Regions from separate parts of the Triticum aestivum genome. Here region 1 is linked to region 2. Evidence: chromatin contacts called from public Hi-C data. All regions are on one chromosome and are shown on one strand. Each heading gives the region's core, a stretch centred on a gene start, on an enhancer-like site or on the middle of the called end of the contact. The rest is flanking DNA. Distances are from core to core; before and after follow the strand shown.

Region 1 (3,624 bases), core at 324-2,823, 430 kb after region 2:
TCTTAGATACTGCTCGTAGTTTCGTTTGCCCTGCCGCCATGTGGGTGCCGGCGGCAAGCCGCAAGTTGCGCCGCGGCAGCTTTTGGTCGATCGCATACATATTCACATTGCTCTCTGGCTTCCTCTTCTTTATTTCGAAACGGAGCTCTCTGGCTTTTATTCCTCGGAATCTGCTACAGCTACAGCTACAGCTACGGGAGCAAAGCAGAGGGATCCGCATGTGTCGCCTCGCGGCTCACCCTCACGCACGCCTTTGCATATTCACCGGAACACTTGGGTCACGCCGAATGCCTAGTGGGATCTTGATTCTGTGCAGATCACGGCGTATCGTGTCGTGGTTCCGCAGGGCTCGCCCGGCGCTGGTGGAGATCCCGGCGGATCGCGGTCGATCCATCTCGTGGGCGGGAGCGACACCCTTTCGGCCATGGATCGGGTCGAATCGCCTCCTCGGCCCCCGACTGGCCCTGTGATAATAATGGCGTTGTAACTGACCACTGTAGTGTGTTAGCTGATCCGGGTCACGGTGAGGAGTCACGCATCGAAAGTTCGGAGAGACTGGCCGCTGCTTGTCAACTTCTGATCCACAAACAAACGGATCCGGCCAGTTGCACAAGTGGGGCTCATGGTTTTCTCAGCTTTCGCCCGCATGCTCATGCTCCATGCATTTCCTTGCCGAAATATGGTCTGTGTTGGGGCGAAACTGCTTTGCGCACGACGCCTGTGTGGCCGATTCATGCACGATTCAAAATCAGACGATGTCCTACAGTTTATTCCCACAAACCAACGGCTTGATTAACTACATCGTCCACAAATCGTGCACATGTGTCGTGTGTATAGCATCGTTGGTGTTGGGGTGACCCGATGCATTGGATTTTAGGTGAATTGGAGGGATGGAGGAACGAATCTGCACGTGTCGTCTCCATCCGGTTTCTTCTGGCTCTTCTAGGTTGGCAATTTGCTTCCTTTTTCTTAAGGATGGTTGGCAATTTGATAGTTTTCACATCTTTGATACTCCCTTCATTTTCATAATATAGTGCGCCTATGTTTTTTAAAATTTAATTTTGATCGTAAATTTAACCAATATGGGCAACTGCCGCAGAGCATGGCAGATGCCTTTGAATTCGTATTCAAAAGAAGTTTTCAAAGGTATAATTTTCCAATAAAATGATTTATGCATTATTGGTCTAATTTATGTTCAAAGTTAAATCTCAAAAAACGTGGACACGCTACATTATGGAATGAAGGGAGTACGTCGTCAGAGCATCTACAGTCGGGCACCCAGACCTGGTCTGGGCGGACGATCCGGTCACCGACAGGTGACGAAATTTAACCCAGACGGGCGCCTTAAACATATCTTAAATGTCCAGGCTGACCAGCATCCCTCATGTCCGTCCCAAATATGGGGAATATGGGGCACCGGGGCGCTTCCGCCACGTCGAACGCGGCCCACGCTGGCCCACCCGATCTCACATATACTTCTCTCCATCCGCTCGCCGGGCCAAATCCTAGCCACTTCACTCCATTGCACTCCACTCCTTCCTGCCACCCAAGCTCTTGTCTGGCGATCTCCGGCATGGCGGGCAGCGGATTTGAATCCTTTAACTCCAGATCCGTTGACCCCAAACTCATTCCACGCGGCCCCGAGAAGAAGATGGTCGTCCGGCTTGCGCTCCGCCGCTCCCGGGAAGACGCCCGTGCGAGGCAGCGCTTGGACTTCTTCCGTCGAGTATCCATTGCGTCCGCCCAAATGACGCATAGATCCGGCGCTTGGTGTCCATCGACTCAAACATGGTGCGGCGTGCGTGCCGTGCGAGGCAAGGCGAGGGAGGCAGCGACGGTAGCCCTCGCGGCAGTGGACGTCGGCGCGGTGGAGTCGCATTCTCCGACGCCCCGTATGGTGCACCAATCCCGGCGTCACAACCGCGTCGTGGTGGATGTTGCTGGCTTATCTCAGGACGGATCCATCATCGACCGGATGTACATCGGCACCGTCTGAATTCCGGGCTCCGACGAGGAAGAATAGGGTATGGGAGACGTCGGCGCCTTGAGTCATGTGAGCCGGCTCGTGTCCCATGCCGTACTCTACCTTGCCGGTGACCGGACCAGCTCTCTAGCGAGCGCTGCCGGTCGCCGGATATGGACACGACGAAGTTGAACGAGTTCTCCTTAAAGATCGGTTCACGTTGCATGTAATGATATGGATTTAAGGTTTTAATTTAAAATATTGGATTGTAGAATCAAATATTTGAGATGTGACTGATCACTGTTCACGAACGCGTTCGGACATGTTCGTGCAGACGTTCTAAGGAGTTGGATTTGCAAGTCTGACCGTAGATGCTCTCAGTGCCCCTCCTATGAATGTAATTTTGATTTGTTTATTATTATCTAGCGAGCGGCATGAGAATAGTCTGAAGTTATCAGATCCGCGTGGAATCAAAGGCGTCCAGCTTAAGTGCTTTAGCGAATTGGACTGTGAGTTGGTCCATCAGGAGGCCAACTTGCTCGTCCGATGATCCCAGGAATTGCAGTGTCAATGGACCAAAAAATGTTAGAGCATTTTTAATGGCTTGTGTATCCTATAGTCTATGTCAAATATAGACTATCAGAGGCCAAAAAATGTGTCCATCAGCTTGTGTATGTGCTAGTCTAAATTTTAGACATCCATCCGAATCGCTACGCATTGTCCATATTTAGACGACGGAGCGAGGATGTCCAAACAGAGTTGCCCCTTCGCGAGCTCGCTCCCGCGCCGATCTGGAGAAGTTGGAGACGAGAAGACGGCCATGCCACTGCCCCGAGGAGCTCGCCGTCGCTAAGGTACGCTCTGGTTTTTCCGATTCAGAGAGAGGGAGAGTGATTGAAGAGACAGGGCAGGGAGATGGGGCCGATGGATCTGAGGCCAAATCCGGCCGCCGCCGCCGGCCACTGTCGCCCTTGCGGATTGGGCAAGGAGATGCGAGAGAAGGGGCAGGGGGATGGGGCTCCGGTTGCGAGCGCGGCGCCGGCGGCGAGCATGTGCGCGAGCGGCGGGTGCGCCGGCTGCGAGCGGCGGGTGTGAGGGGGATGCGCGAGCTGCGGGTGCGAGCGTGTGCGCGAGCGGCTGGGGCGCCGGCTGCGAGTAGCGGCTGTTAGGCACGAGCGCGAGCGGCTGGGGCGCCGGCTGTGAGGCGCGAGCGGCTGGGGCACGAGCGCGAGTGGCTAGGGCGCCGGCTGCGAGCAGCGGTTGCGAGCAGTAGCGTGTGCGCGAGCGCCATCTCTCTGAATATTGCTACCGCTTCCTGTATCTGAATATTGCTGCTGCTCCCTGTATCTGAATATTGGTATTGTTCTCTGAATATCTGAATATTGCTGCTGCTACTCTTTGTGTGCAGATGGAAAACTCATATGAGTTGGACTCACAGATCAACAACTCCTCATTTCTGGACATGATGAATGTAGGATCGAGTGACACAAATTGTTATGGAACAGCAGATTGTAGCCCACTTGCGGAACAAGTGACGATGCCTCCACAAAAGGGGCGGAAATCTGCGAAACCAAAATCAGCAAAAGGAGCCTCCACAAAAGGGAAAAATTGGTCAACTGCTGAGGACTTGGTGTTGATTCAAGCATGGGCAAACACTAGTC
Region 2 (3,269 bases), core at 285-2,784:
GAAGAAAATATGCCCTAGAGGCAAAAATAAAGTTGTTATTTAAATTTCCTTATATCATGATAAATCTCTCCCTATTTAATAATGGGCAACGATCTGCGCCGGTGCGCCGGCTGAACGTTTCGGCCGGTCGCACCCTAGCCGTCAGATCGGCCCGTCCCGAGCCGTTGGATCCTTATCCCTGGGCGGCGTCTTCCTCTCGCGAGCACGTACGAGAAAAGGAACCCCATCTTGCCGGCGCGCGCGTTCTCCCTCGTCGTCGGCCCCCCGCCTGCCCTCCTCGTCTCTCGAGCTCATCGACACCCTCGCCGCCCTCGCCGTCCGTCTTCGCCGGCCGCCATGGTCGCCGGTCCCAGCCCTGGGCGGTCGTCCTCGTCGCCGGCTTCGCCCATGCAACAGCCCACCCCTGCGGTTGTAGCTTCTGTGGCAACCGTTGTAGCTCCGGTGGCGACGACCGGAGCTCACCGGCGTGCTCGCCGGTCTGCTCGCTGGTGCTCATCCCCCGCTTGCAACAAAAAATCAAGCCCCGGGGGAATATGCCCAGTGCTGCAACCGACGACGGAAAAAGCTACAATCGCTGACGAAAAAAGCTTCAACTAGCTATGAAAAAAGTTTCAACTCGTACGACGGAAACTATGAACGACCAAAGAAAAGTTACAACCGGTGACAAAAAAAGCTTCATCTCGCGATGAAAAAAGCTTCATCCGACGATGAAAAAAGCTTCAACTGTGGAGCCGTACCCATGGACGACAAACGAAAAAGCTGCAACCGGCGGTTACAAAAGCTACAACGGGCAATGAAAAAAGCTTCAAACTTATTGTCTTAGCTGTGAACCCGCGATGACGATGACACCGTTTTGCTGCAACTATAGTTTGGTTTTGCTACAAACGGCGTTGAAATTTGCTACAACCATTATCACAGCTACTTGTGCTGCTCCACCGAGCTCCCATGCCTGCCCATGGCCATCGTCGTTTTGCTGCAACCGTAGTAGATTTTCGCTACCACCGATGATTGAATTTGCTACAACTGGTTCCACCGATGATTGTAGTCTGCCATGGCTGGCTGCAACTCCGGCGTGGCCGGCTCCGGCGAGGTAGGCAGAGCTCCGATGCATGCGGATCCGCACGGATCTGGTCGAGGGTGGCCAGATCGGCTGATTCCCATGACGGCGGCGTCCCTGGGAAGCCTCCGGCGTGAGCGACAGGTTGACCATGGCAACGGGGAGAGAGAAAAGAGAGATGACCGAGAGGAAGAGGAGAAAGGGCAGGAAGGAAAAGACGCACGTGGGCGGGCCCCTCATCCTACGTGTCGTTAGGTGGGTCGCTGGGCGCGTTTGCGCGTGGACGCGACCGGCCGAAGCTTCGGCCGGTGCGCCGTTGGCAAACGATTCCCTTTTAATAATGAAGCACGGATTGAGTCTCTGGGTTCACCGTCACGGCGTTTTTACACAAAGGTCTCTGTGCTTTTTTGAATTAACCCGCAGTCCGTTAAATAATATGGAAAAAACGTTTCGTATTTCTTGCTCACCCGTGCACGCGTTCGATAGAAAAAAAATACCCATTCCCAATTCGTGCGGCCGCGCACCCCACCGATGGATCCGCCGCTCCCCCCCGCCGCCGGCACGCCATCATCCGCCGCGCCGTCCTCCCCGCACCCTGGCCTGTCTCCTCTCCGCCGCGCCCTCCTCCCCGCGTCGTCCGAGTCCTCCAGGCGCGGTTCGCCGAAGGCGAGGCCCAGGCCGCCGCGCTCCTGGCCCGCGCCGGCCGGTTCGAGCGCACGCCGCCGACCGCGACCAGCTGCTCATCACGCTCCTCTCCGCCGCGGGAAACGGCCGGGAGGAGGAGGACGCGCGGGAGGCGGGGCAGCGTCCGATCCGGCCGAGGCTTACAGCGACACGGACGCGGAGGCTCTGGCCGCGGTCGCTGCGCTCCCTCCGTTCACTACCTTCCCGTGAGCTTAGTTCCACCCTAGCCTCCGCCCCTTTCCTCTTTGTTTTTGAACTGATTCCCAACTGCTTGATCAATCCTGCTCCTCTGCTCCTGCAGGATGGCTTTCTCTGTTCAATTGCTTAATTTGGTTGTCTTGTCTTACCTGAACTGCAAGGGAACCAACATACATGGTATGATGGATGGAGATCAATAGATGTTTTTTTGTTCTGTTCACATGCTTTCTAATAGTTTCCATAGGATTATAGGCATGAGCTTTGAGCAATAGGCATAAATCTGTTGTAATCAATCAAAGGCAGTGAAAACGTTTACTAAAATCTTTAGATGTGGGGATCCTCTGAATTGCTTTGATTGAACGTCCAACGAGGATCTCATCTTATAGTAACTCTGAAACATTGTATTACACTTTTGCCTTCTGTACATACTGGATTGCATTGTTTAGGACATGACACAGCGCTGCAAGCAGCTCATGAGAGTAGTTTGCAAACGCAAATCATTGTATATGTCACTTATGCTTCTCTTAATAGAAAGTAGTACTATTTTGGAGAAGGGCATCTGGCTGACTTTCAATAAAACTCTTCAGGTTTTGTTTGGTGAGATTCTCTTTAGAAAACAAGATTTGTATTGGTGGTAGATCGACAGCAACTGACAGCATCTTCGTCATCCGCGGTGGCAGTGCCGTCCGCGCGGAATGCCTTCTGTGGCCGCGCCTCCGCCACCGACACCGCCACGCAGCCAATGATGTTGGCATGTGGTGAAAAAAGGGCCCAAGTGAAAGGTCGACCAAGCTGTAAAAATTCAGTGAGAGGAATTTTTGTGCTCACAGCTCACACCATGGCGTCCGTTGCCTCTGTTCTTACTTTATTATTTTGTTTTTCCCTTCGTCGATTTTTCATGTCGCCTGACAAGAACAAGAATTGCAAAGAAGAAGTGAAAAGAAAACACAGAACAAAGGATGAACGCCGGAGAGCACTACTATATAATTTCCCCCCAAAATATGATGGGCAGTGGTGTGCTTGTTTGCATTGATCGCATGGTGGCCAGCACTTCACCACACATCTGACGGCGACTGTTTTATCCAAGAGGTGGAGGATAAGGTATTCACCTCTAAAATCACACTTCTGTTTTCCTGTTTCCATCTGAAATATGGATTACCAATATACTACTCTCACTTGGATTTGCACATGAAAGCAGTATAAATACTTGCACCGAACTGTACGATTTGTTGAGCCAAATGTCGAGTCTGATATGGCATCTTTATGCTTTCAGAGAAGCGCATCTCTTAAATTCACAGTTTTGAACCTAAAGAGACACATCTAGAAAATG

The links. Hi-C and Micro-C count contacts between places; a contact is called where the count stands out from the background.
Region 1: a contact with region 2 is called in a Hi-C map of leaf, with 4 times the contacts expected there. The contact joins the promoter of LOC123129543 here to the promoter of LOC123132533 in region 2. A contact is called at or near these places in 2 of 5 Hi-C or Micro-C datasets (leaf and an unstated tissue).

The regions. Positions count from the first base shown.
Region 1 is chr6A:144,578,119-144,581,742 of IWGSC CS RefSeq v2.1, forward strand. LOC123129543 reads left to right here and starts at 1,574. Exons shown (of 4, transcript XM_044549667.1): 1 at 1,574-1,990; 2 at 2,695-2,817; 3 at 3,372-3,624. The coding sequence starts at 1,574.
Region 2 is chr6A:144,146,741-144,150,009 of IWGSC CS RefSeq v2.1, forward strand. LOC123132533 (translation initiation factor IF-2) reads left to right here and starts at 1,535. Exons shown (of 7, transcript XR_006464821.1): 1 at 1,535-1,947; 2 at 2,043-2,116; 3 at 2,527-3,040; 4 at 3,213-3,269.